2 separate regions of the Oncorhynchus mykiss genome follow, and region 1 is linked to region 2. A link is a contact called in public Hi-C data. All regions are on one chromosome and are shown on one strand. Each heading gives the region's core, a stretch centred on a gene start, on an enhancer-like site or on the middle of the called end of the contact. The rest is flanking DNA. Distances are from core to core; before and after follow the strand shown. Region 1 holds the start of LOC110490404 (transcription factor ETV6). Region 2 holds the start of LOC110490395 (RNA polymerase II-associated protein 3).

Evidence for each region. A called contact is a pair of places that touch in the nucleus more often than the background predicts.
Region 1: a contact with region 2 is called in a Hi-C map of blood, with 8 times the contacts expected there. The contact joins the promoter of LOC110490404 here to the promoter of LOC110490395 in region 2. A contact is called at or near these places in 2 of 3 Hi-C or Micro-C datasets (blood and liver).

The regions. Positions count from the first base shown.
Region 1 is chr15:57,735,998-57,740,529 of USDA_OmykA_1.1, reverse strand. LOC110490404 (transcription factor ETV6) reads left to right here and starts at 3,188. Exons shown (of 8, transcript XM_036944777.1): 1 at 3,188-3,706. It overlaps LOC110490403 (protein mono-ADP-ribosyltransferase PARP12), which reads right to left and starts at 1,991. Exons shown (of 13, transcript XM_021563782.2): 1 at 1,434-1,991. The coding sequence starts at 1,708.
Region 2 is chr15:57,490,287-57,495,564 of USDA_OmykA_1.1, reverse strand. It overlaps LOC110490395 (RNA polymerase II-associated protein 3), which reads left to right and starts at 1,426. Exons shown (of 17, transcript XM_036944762.1): 1 at 1,426-1,661; 2 at 3,063-3,218; 3 at 3,310-3,453; 4 at 3,623-3,742; 5 at 4,155-4,282; 6 at 4,408-4,529; 7 at 4,670-4,740; 8 at 4,825-4,959; 9 at 5,154-5,278. The coding sequence starts at 3,069.

The DNA.
Region 1 (4,532 bases), core at 1,939-4,438, 240 kb before region 2:
GCTGTTTGGGGGCCTAGCCCCCCTCAGACCACCCCAGAGATATCCTCACATACTTGTACTTTGATTTTTTTGGGCACGGATTGTACTTTATAAACTTGAAAAGCTTAGAGAATAAAGTCGAGACATTTCGAGAAAAATTTGAAATGTATTTTTTAAAATAAAGTCAATATTTTGTGAATAAAGTGACAATATTTTGAGAATAAAGTTGCAGTTGTATTTCAAGATTAAAGTAGGGGATGGGTTAATAAATGCATACCTCCCTGGCTCCCTGTTGCTGTGTGCTCCGCCTTTGAAATGCCTGAGTTAGATGACTGGTGAAACTATACTTTAGAATTGTCTTTAGTAACAAGGACATCCTTGCACTTTAGGCACATAATAACCAAACTATTATAAGTATTAGGACCTGGAAGAGGTTGTGACTGCCACAGATTGGGTCTTTTCAGAACGAGGAACCACACGGACTTGGATTAAGTATTTAAGTCAGTGTGGATACATAAATAGGTAGAGACGAGCAGGTTAAAACAAACAAATGGCCATAATAATTAAATACATTGTTCAAACAGGCGTCACTGCGCACTCACGCTTATCAATCTAATGTTCTGTGTCCTAAGAACAGCCCTTAGCCGTGGTATATTGGCCATATACCACACCACTTTGGGCCTTATTGCTTAGTTATAGCAGTCAAAATAAGTGAAATCGACATTCATTGATGGAAAATGTTTAACAAGGGTGAATTATCTTTTCTCTTGCGACATATTCTTAAACTCAGAAAGATCATCATTTTGATGGAAAACCTCATTTTACCTCAGTCTATGTCGTTACAAATTATGGCAATATTCCTTCCTACCTGCTAGATAACATTATGGAAAAAAATGTGTTTTTTTTTTGGCTCAGAAAACTTGGGGACCAAATATAAAACAACCGTTGTTGCCAGTTGTGGAACCCTGGTTTATGGCGTTATTGGTGTATATTGAGAACCACCAGGGTTGGTGGTTCTCAATATACACCAATAACGCCATAAACCAGGGTTCCACAACTGGCAACAACGGTTGTTTTATATTTGGTCCCCAAGTTTTCTGAGCCAAAAAAAAAAAAACATTTTTATTTGGACATCAAATACTAAAAACACCAGGAGATCAGCTGCAAGTGATTTTAATTTGAGAAATATGTTCCACATATTCAAAAGCATAATATAGATAGACTTGATCGTAAACAAATGTAAGCAAGATTTGAGATTATTACGTTTCAGTGAAATATTATATCTGTTTGGGATTCTTGCGGTCAATTTGCAGTCAAATGATTTGTAATTATGATCCCTGCCATGAAGCAAAGGGAAAGGATATGTGCCAAAAGTTCCCCAGAGCAGGCCTTGTAATTAAAATAGCGTCAAGGTAACAACAGTATCAAAATTGGGAAGCGTTGAAGTTCCATACCTTCTCCGTCTGAATGGGCAATCCCCAAGCATGAATCGTTTACAAAAATGTAAATTTCGGCATCCCTGGCAATCTTTGGATTTGCACAATCGAACTCCAGTCTTGGCTACCACCCTTTGCTCTCCGTTAAAAACAACAAAACAAAATTTCGCTCTATTCGTAATTACATCCCGCACCGAGACTTGCAAGTCACTGTAAAAAATTGCATCTAATTCATCGACGTTCATTGATCCACGATTAGCACAAATAAGTTTAGTTATTGTCGATTCCGTCATTTCTTCAACCCGTTATACACAGTTATATTCTTTCCATATGGTTCGGGACTCAGACGAGGAAATGATGTGTTGAGAAGGAAGCTGGTGAGTGAATCGAAAACGAAACTTAGTATAACCTTACTGATCATTCCTTCTTCTGCAATGCAATAAAGCGTTCATATTGCACAAAATAATTAGCAAGATCTTGACACTAGCCAATGTGTTATAGTATTTATATAAATAGGCCTGGAATCTTTATCATTGGATTGTAAATATGGAGGTCTACTATCGCCTGTCTACTGTAAAAAATGCCAACTATGCCCAGTAGATGTCAGATGCATCCCATCCAAACTCTAAGCCTAGGGAAAATTCATGTCAGTCAAATCACTTTAGGTGATCAGAATTTTTTAACATGTAACTATCAATATATTTCCATGAATTTGTTGCAATTTCCATCCTTACATTTGTGCATAATTGTTTATAGTGAGTGCCAGTTGAGGTTGCTGAGGGAAGGATGACTCATAATAATATCTGGAATGGAGTCAATGGAATGCTACCAAACACGTGGTTTCCATGGTCAACATTCCAGACATTATTATGAGCCGTCCTCCCCTCAGCAGCCTCCACTGGTGATTGTGCTGCCGTTACCATATGCCAGGGAGTTACACTCACGGCTGTACAGCAAGATTGAAACTCTCTCATATTACATTGGTGGCAGAGGTGGGATAGGCCAGAGACAGCAGAGGCTATGTTGTAAGTGTACCATTGGGCTTCATGCAAAAGTACACATAGGGAGAGTAGGGATAATTTGCTGATAATAGGCTTATATCCTACATCAGGAGTACTCAGCTCTTACCCTACGAGGTCCGGATACGAGGTCCGGAGCCTGCTGGTTTTCTGTTCTACCTATTAATTAAGTCCCAGGTCTAAAGCGCCCCCTCAAACAAATGGCATGGAACTGGCTTCGAGGTCCTGAGTTGAGTTTGAGGGGCCTACATGCATAGTATAATTGACAAATGCTATAGAGGGAAAATATTGTTATGAGAGTTTTATTAAAATATGCACATTTTGGAGGTCCCACAGGGACCTCTTGAAACCCCAGGGGCCCTAGACAACCAGCTTACTAATTAGTGACCTTAGTTCATCGCTCAAATACAAGGGTGGAGCGAAAACACGCAGACACTCAGCCCTCCGCGTGTAAACATCATAGGCAATATCCCGATATGGGGTACCCCTTTAAGAAAGAAGTGGCTGCAGAAGAGAGTCTGGCTGCAGGCTAGACTAAAGTGTGTTTCTTGAATATAATTATTTAATTGGCTCCGTGGATTTCGTAGGCGTCTCTTTCTAGCAATGAACCATTTGGAGATCTTTCTCCCCAATAAGAAACGCTTACGAAACTCAGGAAACCAATAAGATAATTATACGCAAGGAACGCCTTTTTTACCAGGCTGCAGTCAAACCCTCTGTAGCAAGTGGGCTGGGCTCAATACTGAGAATTCACGTCATTTCGCCGTTTACACATCCAAGTCAATGAGCAGCACCACGGAGATGTCTGCCTTTTACACCCGTCTTCCAGGAAGAGAATTAACCAACGCGTCGCCGAAATGTAGAGCACAGCACCAACAGAAAACAAAGAACTTTCATGCGTTTATGACAAACATGGTTATGTAATGGATCGATAACAAACCCTAAACATATTTATTACGTGGCCCTGTAACCATCCCCAAGTCAGGGAGTCGGGTGTGGGTGTTTTTTTCTGGTTTATTTCAAAGAGGAGAACGAGAAAAGGAAAGTGGGAAGAGGAGAACTTCCTGAATTTAGCGAGACATGTCAGAATCGTCATCGCAGATCATAACCAAGGTATTTGTTGATTTTATAATGCAGAATCAAGTTCTAGGACCCCGGGGTGAGATGCGCTTGACGCAGTCGTGTTGTTGACAACTGCATCGTGTGTGTTGGTAATCATCTGTTGCTGAGGGGAACGTTTCGCCGCTCTGTTGTATACTACAGCAGCGCCTGGTAAGTCCATCCATGCTGCGCTATAAGTTTACCGACTTCACAGCACACCTGAGATAAACGTTTTCGTCACGACGTTCGTTTTCATAGGCTATTGGTGCTTTGAAGACAACTGAGAACTCGGGAAAAAACGAGGTCAAATCATGACGTCAGTGATCTTGAGGTCGGAAAGTCGGAGCTATAGAAAGATGCCCCAAACGATTTTTCCCAGTCGGAGCTCGTTTTTTTCTGTGTTGCTAGTTGTCATGAACGCACTGAAGTCATAAGTCGGATATTTCAGAGTTCCCAGTTGTTTTGAACGCGCCATATGGCTTGTTTGAAAACCACCAGAAATGTGACTATCCTTATATATCGTATACACAGGTAATTCATTTTCTATACAATATATTTTGTATATGTAAACCTGAAATGTGTAGGCCTAAAATATGTAAAACAGTTGCAGTGCATAAATGCATGGTGGTTATCATGTTATTACATTACAGTAACAGTCTAAAGATGGCTCTTCAAATTTCAGGTGACAAGGAAACTATTTGGGATTGTTGGGATGCAACCCTAGGAGAGTAGGCCTAAATATATTTTGGAATGATATTGTTTTGCAGAGAAAAGTAGCAGAGTTATTGAAGGCTATATGTATGCCCCTAAACACACACACACACACTCGCACACAAACTCACTCTCTTGCCCCCTCTCGGCCCTATCTGTACCTGAACCCCTTTTTGACCTTACATAACCTTGTCAAATCTGGGCTGTACACATGCAAAATCTTCTAAAGGTAAGACTTGATATAGTATATTATTGTTGGCTATAGGCTACCAAAATACATGAAATA
Region 2 (5,278 bases), core at 177-2,676:
TTGGCTGGCTAGCTGCTCAATGGTCTCCTCCAGATATTGCCACTGTTCTCACACACACTGCAGTACACACTACCACCATCAGTTGTGTGTCTCTGCCAGTTCCAGAAAGTCCACTCCTTGCGTACGTACTGTAAATACGATGAATCATAGATTGGCAATCCTCTTCATCTTCACTGTCCACCTGCATTGTCAGGGAGCTGGAACCAGCAGTAGAGGATGGAGTGGCCTTTAATCTGTACGCTGCTGTGGTGCCAAACTGCTGCAGAACTTCACCTGGTAGTTTATGCTGGTAACAGGTATCACCAGCCAGCTTCAGTCCATACCGCACCAGGAGTATGGAGCTGAGAGTGTGAAGTGACATTCTATTTCTTAACTTTGATTTGACCACACTCGTTTGGCTGAACAGCCGTTCAACCTCCGCATTTGAGTGTGGTAAGGAGAGGACAGTGAGTGCAGCTTTGCACAGTTCTTCAAATGGATTTGACACGGAAGAGTCAGTTGTAGTTATTGACTTCACTTCAAAACTCGACTGTATTTTCAGTTGAGTCCCACCTAAACAGATGGATGTTTCTCCATTGGAAACAATTTGATCAATTGTTTGGGGCTGGTATCCCAGTAGCCCAGCTACTTTAATAATTTCAGTGGTGCCTTTATTGTGCTTTAGTGTTTCCTTAACACTGAACAAGGCCATGTTTCGCAAGACTTCTAGGTTGTCTGGGAGCCTTGCTTGCAGCTCCTTGCTTAAAGCAACAATGTAGTTGATGCACTGTCTCCGAATGACCTTTTTGTCCTCTGGCGCAAGACTGAGTTGGTACACCATGCGCTAGAAAAGGTACCGAAGGTATGGCATCCTTCAGGACATCCATTTTTGCCATAGGGTTGACTACTTTGCTGCAAATTGATGTTAAAAGGTGTACCAGATTGTCCAAAAGCTTGACAGGATCTGTTTGCTCACCCTCAAATGACTTCACTGCAACTTGTACGTCGGACAGGATTGATTTAAAGAATATCAGGTAGACATAGTTGGTCTTGTCCATGTACATGGCGTGGAGCACATCAGCCATGTAGCAACGCTCACTGGCATTGGTCAACTCAAAGTGGAGTTTCAGTTCTTCCCACTGGCTCAATATATGAGTTACCGCAGGCTCAATCGATAGCCAACGTGTGGCACACACTTTGGTGATCTGCAGGGGTTTCTGGCCACAATTAACGCCTCACGCCGTTTTGTGGAAATCGAAAACCAGTTGTAGGTTTCCCTGATTAAGTACTCAACACTCCTAGGGATGGTTTCTTTGTATTCTGCACAGACAGCCAATTGTGAACACTGGCACACACAGCAGATGAGTACCAAATTGGGCAATGCACATTTTTCCTTTAAAATCTTGTGCACCCCAGTCATCACGGACGCATTATCAGTGCCAATACCCTGAAGATTCTCTTTTTTAAGGTTACACTTCCCAAGAAACTCAACTACCGCCTTTGCTATTGATCTGGCATCGCCCCCTCCAATTCAACCAGCCCGAGAAATGTGGACACCGGGATAAAGATGTCTGACAGTAGGAGTGGACGTTTTGGAAAAAGGGGACCCGTGCCTTTTCGCTGATCCATTTGTGGTTTCAGGGTGGGTGAAAACAGAGCTGGGTGCTGTGGAATCTTTGAAGGTAACCAGACGTGGTCTTCGTTTGTTTCTGCTGGTCAGAGGGAGAAGGCGCTCCGCGTTAAAAGGAATGGGGCCAAGAAATGTAAATTGTTTTGCTCTCAAGAAATGGGTGCCATTGAAAGGAGTAATTACTGGAGTAGCAGTAAAAGGTTGACCCGCTGAACGGGAAGATTCCCAATGTTTGTGACGCTCGTCGTTTGGTGCGACAGACAGGGTGTCGTGAGTGGTTTAAATAGAAGCGTCATTGTCGGTTCTTTTGAGTTCTGATTTTGAGTCTGCCCGACAGTGATGTTAGGGTATATACGTTATCCTGTACTGGCTTTTGTGACAAATGCATTATGTTACAGATGAGTCAAAGGAATGTGTAGCATTGGGGAAAGTAGTGGTATGTGTTAATTGTAAGGGTGCCCATGGGGCTGTGGATCAGAAGTGTCCTGTGGAAAAGTTGTCATATGCTGAGGCAGTAAAGAAAGTATAGGAAGATGGGTCAAGGGGGACAGATCCTGAGAGAAGTGGTGTGAGTAGCAGATCTGTACCAGTACAGGAGGATAGGCCAACAAGTTACACATTTTTCAGTACGATTTAGATTTTTAGCATTTATAGCAATGGTTATCAACTGTACTGCAGGGATGGAACGTAAGTCGCAGAAGATGTAGGTTGTGGTGGCAGCTGCTGAGAGGTATTTGGGTGTGCGAGACTTGACATCAGGCGAGTTACGGGGTGTGTTAAGTGGTGGTGTCCAATCCTTTCAGGTTGTTGGCCTGAGGAAGAACTAAATAGATTTAAATACTGGAGTAGCGTGCTTTTACTTTTTTGTGAGTGTTGTTTGTTAATTTTTTAATAAGCAAAGTATAGGGGAGTATTCCAGTCTAGTAGGTGGCAGTAATGCAAAATGTATTGGTTGCCAACCGCAATTAAACCCCATCGAAGAAGAGGACATGCTGTCATGGCGCCGAACACAAACAGAAAACGACAGTATGGTGATAGTTTGTAGTGAACGTTAAATGCTAATAAGCCTCGTTTAAACTTAAACTGATAAATTACAATCAATTTGGGACGCAAGGAACAGGTACTCAAATATTATAATGTAATCAGCTCTTATATCCAGGTCGAAACTCGTTAAAAGCGTTGCGTTCGCTTAGGCAACTAGCTAGCTACCAGCTGCTTTTGCGAGACAGTCGTGACTATCTAATGTCTCAACTGTAGCTAGCTCCTTGGTGTTATAGTAGTTAGTCAACAGTAGCGTGATGTTACTAGCTCCACAGTTTGAGTAACGTCAATAAAGTTAGTGTTTTATTGTTTCTGTCCCCGTTGACTTGATGTAGCTAGCTTACTAACATATTAAATGAAAGTGATCCTATCTCCTGTTTTGTCAACCTAGTATATTCAATGTATTTGACAGGTAGGCATGTCTGAAAACAAAGCCATTGAACTCCAACTGCAAATGCGACAAAATGCAGAGGACCTGCATAACTTCATGAAAGATCTTGACAGCTGGGAAACTGACATAAAGAGGAAGGATGAGCAACTAAGAACTGGGAGCTTTAGCGAGTCTCAAGTATGTAACACTTGAAAATGTGTATATTTTATATTTGCCGTTGAGATTGTGCTATGTTAGAAAGATCCTGACCTATGTATTCCTGCCTTAGAAAAGCCTGCCACCAGTGCGAAACAAGGACTACAAAAAGAAGAGAGAGAAAAATAAGGCATCAGACAACAATGCAAAGACTGAACCAAAACAAGCACCCAGGATAAAGTCTCATGACTATCAGTCATGGGACAAATTTGATGTGGTAATGGATTAGGTGGATCTGGCCTGTTTCTCCTTTGATTTCAATAGTGAGTTTAAACTAAGTATATGGTTTTAAACTGAGTGGCAGTAGTGCACCATGCTAAACAGAATGTACTGCTTGCTGTTACACTAAACATTTCTTGGGGTGTTTTTTTTTTGTCTTCTGGTAGGACAAGGTATTGGAGTCCATGGATAAAGAGGACAGCCCTGCTGAATCCAATGACTCTGAGTCTGAGGATTCTGGGGTTCCTGCTACTGACCAAGACAAGGTGCTTGCAGAGAAGGAGAAAGTACGACTTCACACTCATAGTATTGTAGTCCGACTCAGCCACAGCAAACTTGACTCATACAGAAATACGATTTCTCATGTAAATGTTGTCATTTTAAAATATGACTTATTATTTTTATGATGACACAATGACCACCATTGAAGGTCAATTCAAGGAACAGACTTGCACACTGGGCATTTGTTTGCAGTATGCTGTGATTTAGATGTCTGTAGGACTAGAAAGTTGCCTCTGAAATCCTAGACAATTACCCAAAGAGTATACCGCCATCGGGGCCTCTAGCAACTATCACCAGTCATTGATGGTAGTAGTCAATAATACTCAGTCGGTAGTCAGTAAATGTTACTACTTGTATTGTATGAATAGATTGCAAAATCTTATATTTTCTGTACTGAGTTTGACAATTGCTTTTCAGGGCAGTCAGCTGTTCAAAGAAGGGAAGTATGAGGATGCCATTGAGTGTTACACCAGAGGCATGGGCGCAGACCCTTATAACCCCGTTCTGCCTACAAACCGAGCTGCCTGCTTCTTCAGACTCAAAAAGTAAGCAACATGTAAGGAAATAAGATTATTTATATATATATATATATATATATATATATATATATATACAAACAAACATTTTAAATGACAACATTAATGTGAGAATTCATATTTCTGTCTGTCAGGTTTGCTGTTGCCGAGTCTGACTGCAACTTGTCCATCGCTTTGGACAGTAACTACTTCAAAGCATTTGCACGAAGAGGAGCGTCTCGATTCGCCCTGCAACATTATGAATCTGCCCTAGAAGGTGAGGAGTAATAGTAACACAACAAAACATGTTTTCAAATGGGTAGAATGCCAGCAGAGGATGTATAGTTTTTATATGCTGTATTATCTTAGAATAGGTCACTTAAAAACTATTTCTGCTTCCTTCCTCTACATAACTAGATTATGTAATGGTTCTCAAGCTGGATCCTGGAAACCTGGAGGCACATAAGGAAGTGATGAAATGCAAAGAGGTGAGACATTATCTGGTGTTGGATCTATTACTGTACCTCTGTATCCCCCTCCCTGATCCACTCTAACCTCTCCTCTATCGGTAGGTCATTGCTAAACTGGGTGGAAAGGCAGAAAGCCCAGAGGCTGCAGTGGTGACGCCACCTGTGGTGGACGTCAAGCAACAGCAGCTCATGGAGGAACAGCAGAGGAGACAGGAGGCGGTGGTGCAGAAAGACAGGGTAGAGCCACCAGCTACACTTATATTTTGCTGTTAGAGTAGGCCCGCTACATATTGGGTACCAGTTACCCAGTGACTCTGAGACACTGCAGTGCTGAAGACATACCACAGGTGTACTACAGCATGCTATTTGCCTGTTTTTAAGTGCATTGCTTTCTAAATCGTTACCACGAAACTAAACCTTGACTCTTTCAGGGGAATGCATACTTCAAAGAGGGGAAGTACGAGGCTGCAGTAGAGTACTACACCAAGGGCATGGAAGCGGACAGCACCAACGTCCTCCTGCCTGCCAACCGGGCCATGGCTTACTTAAAGCTGCA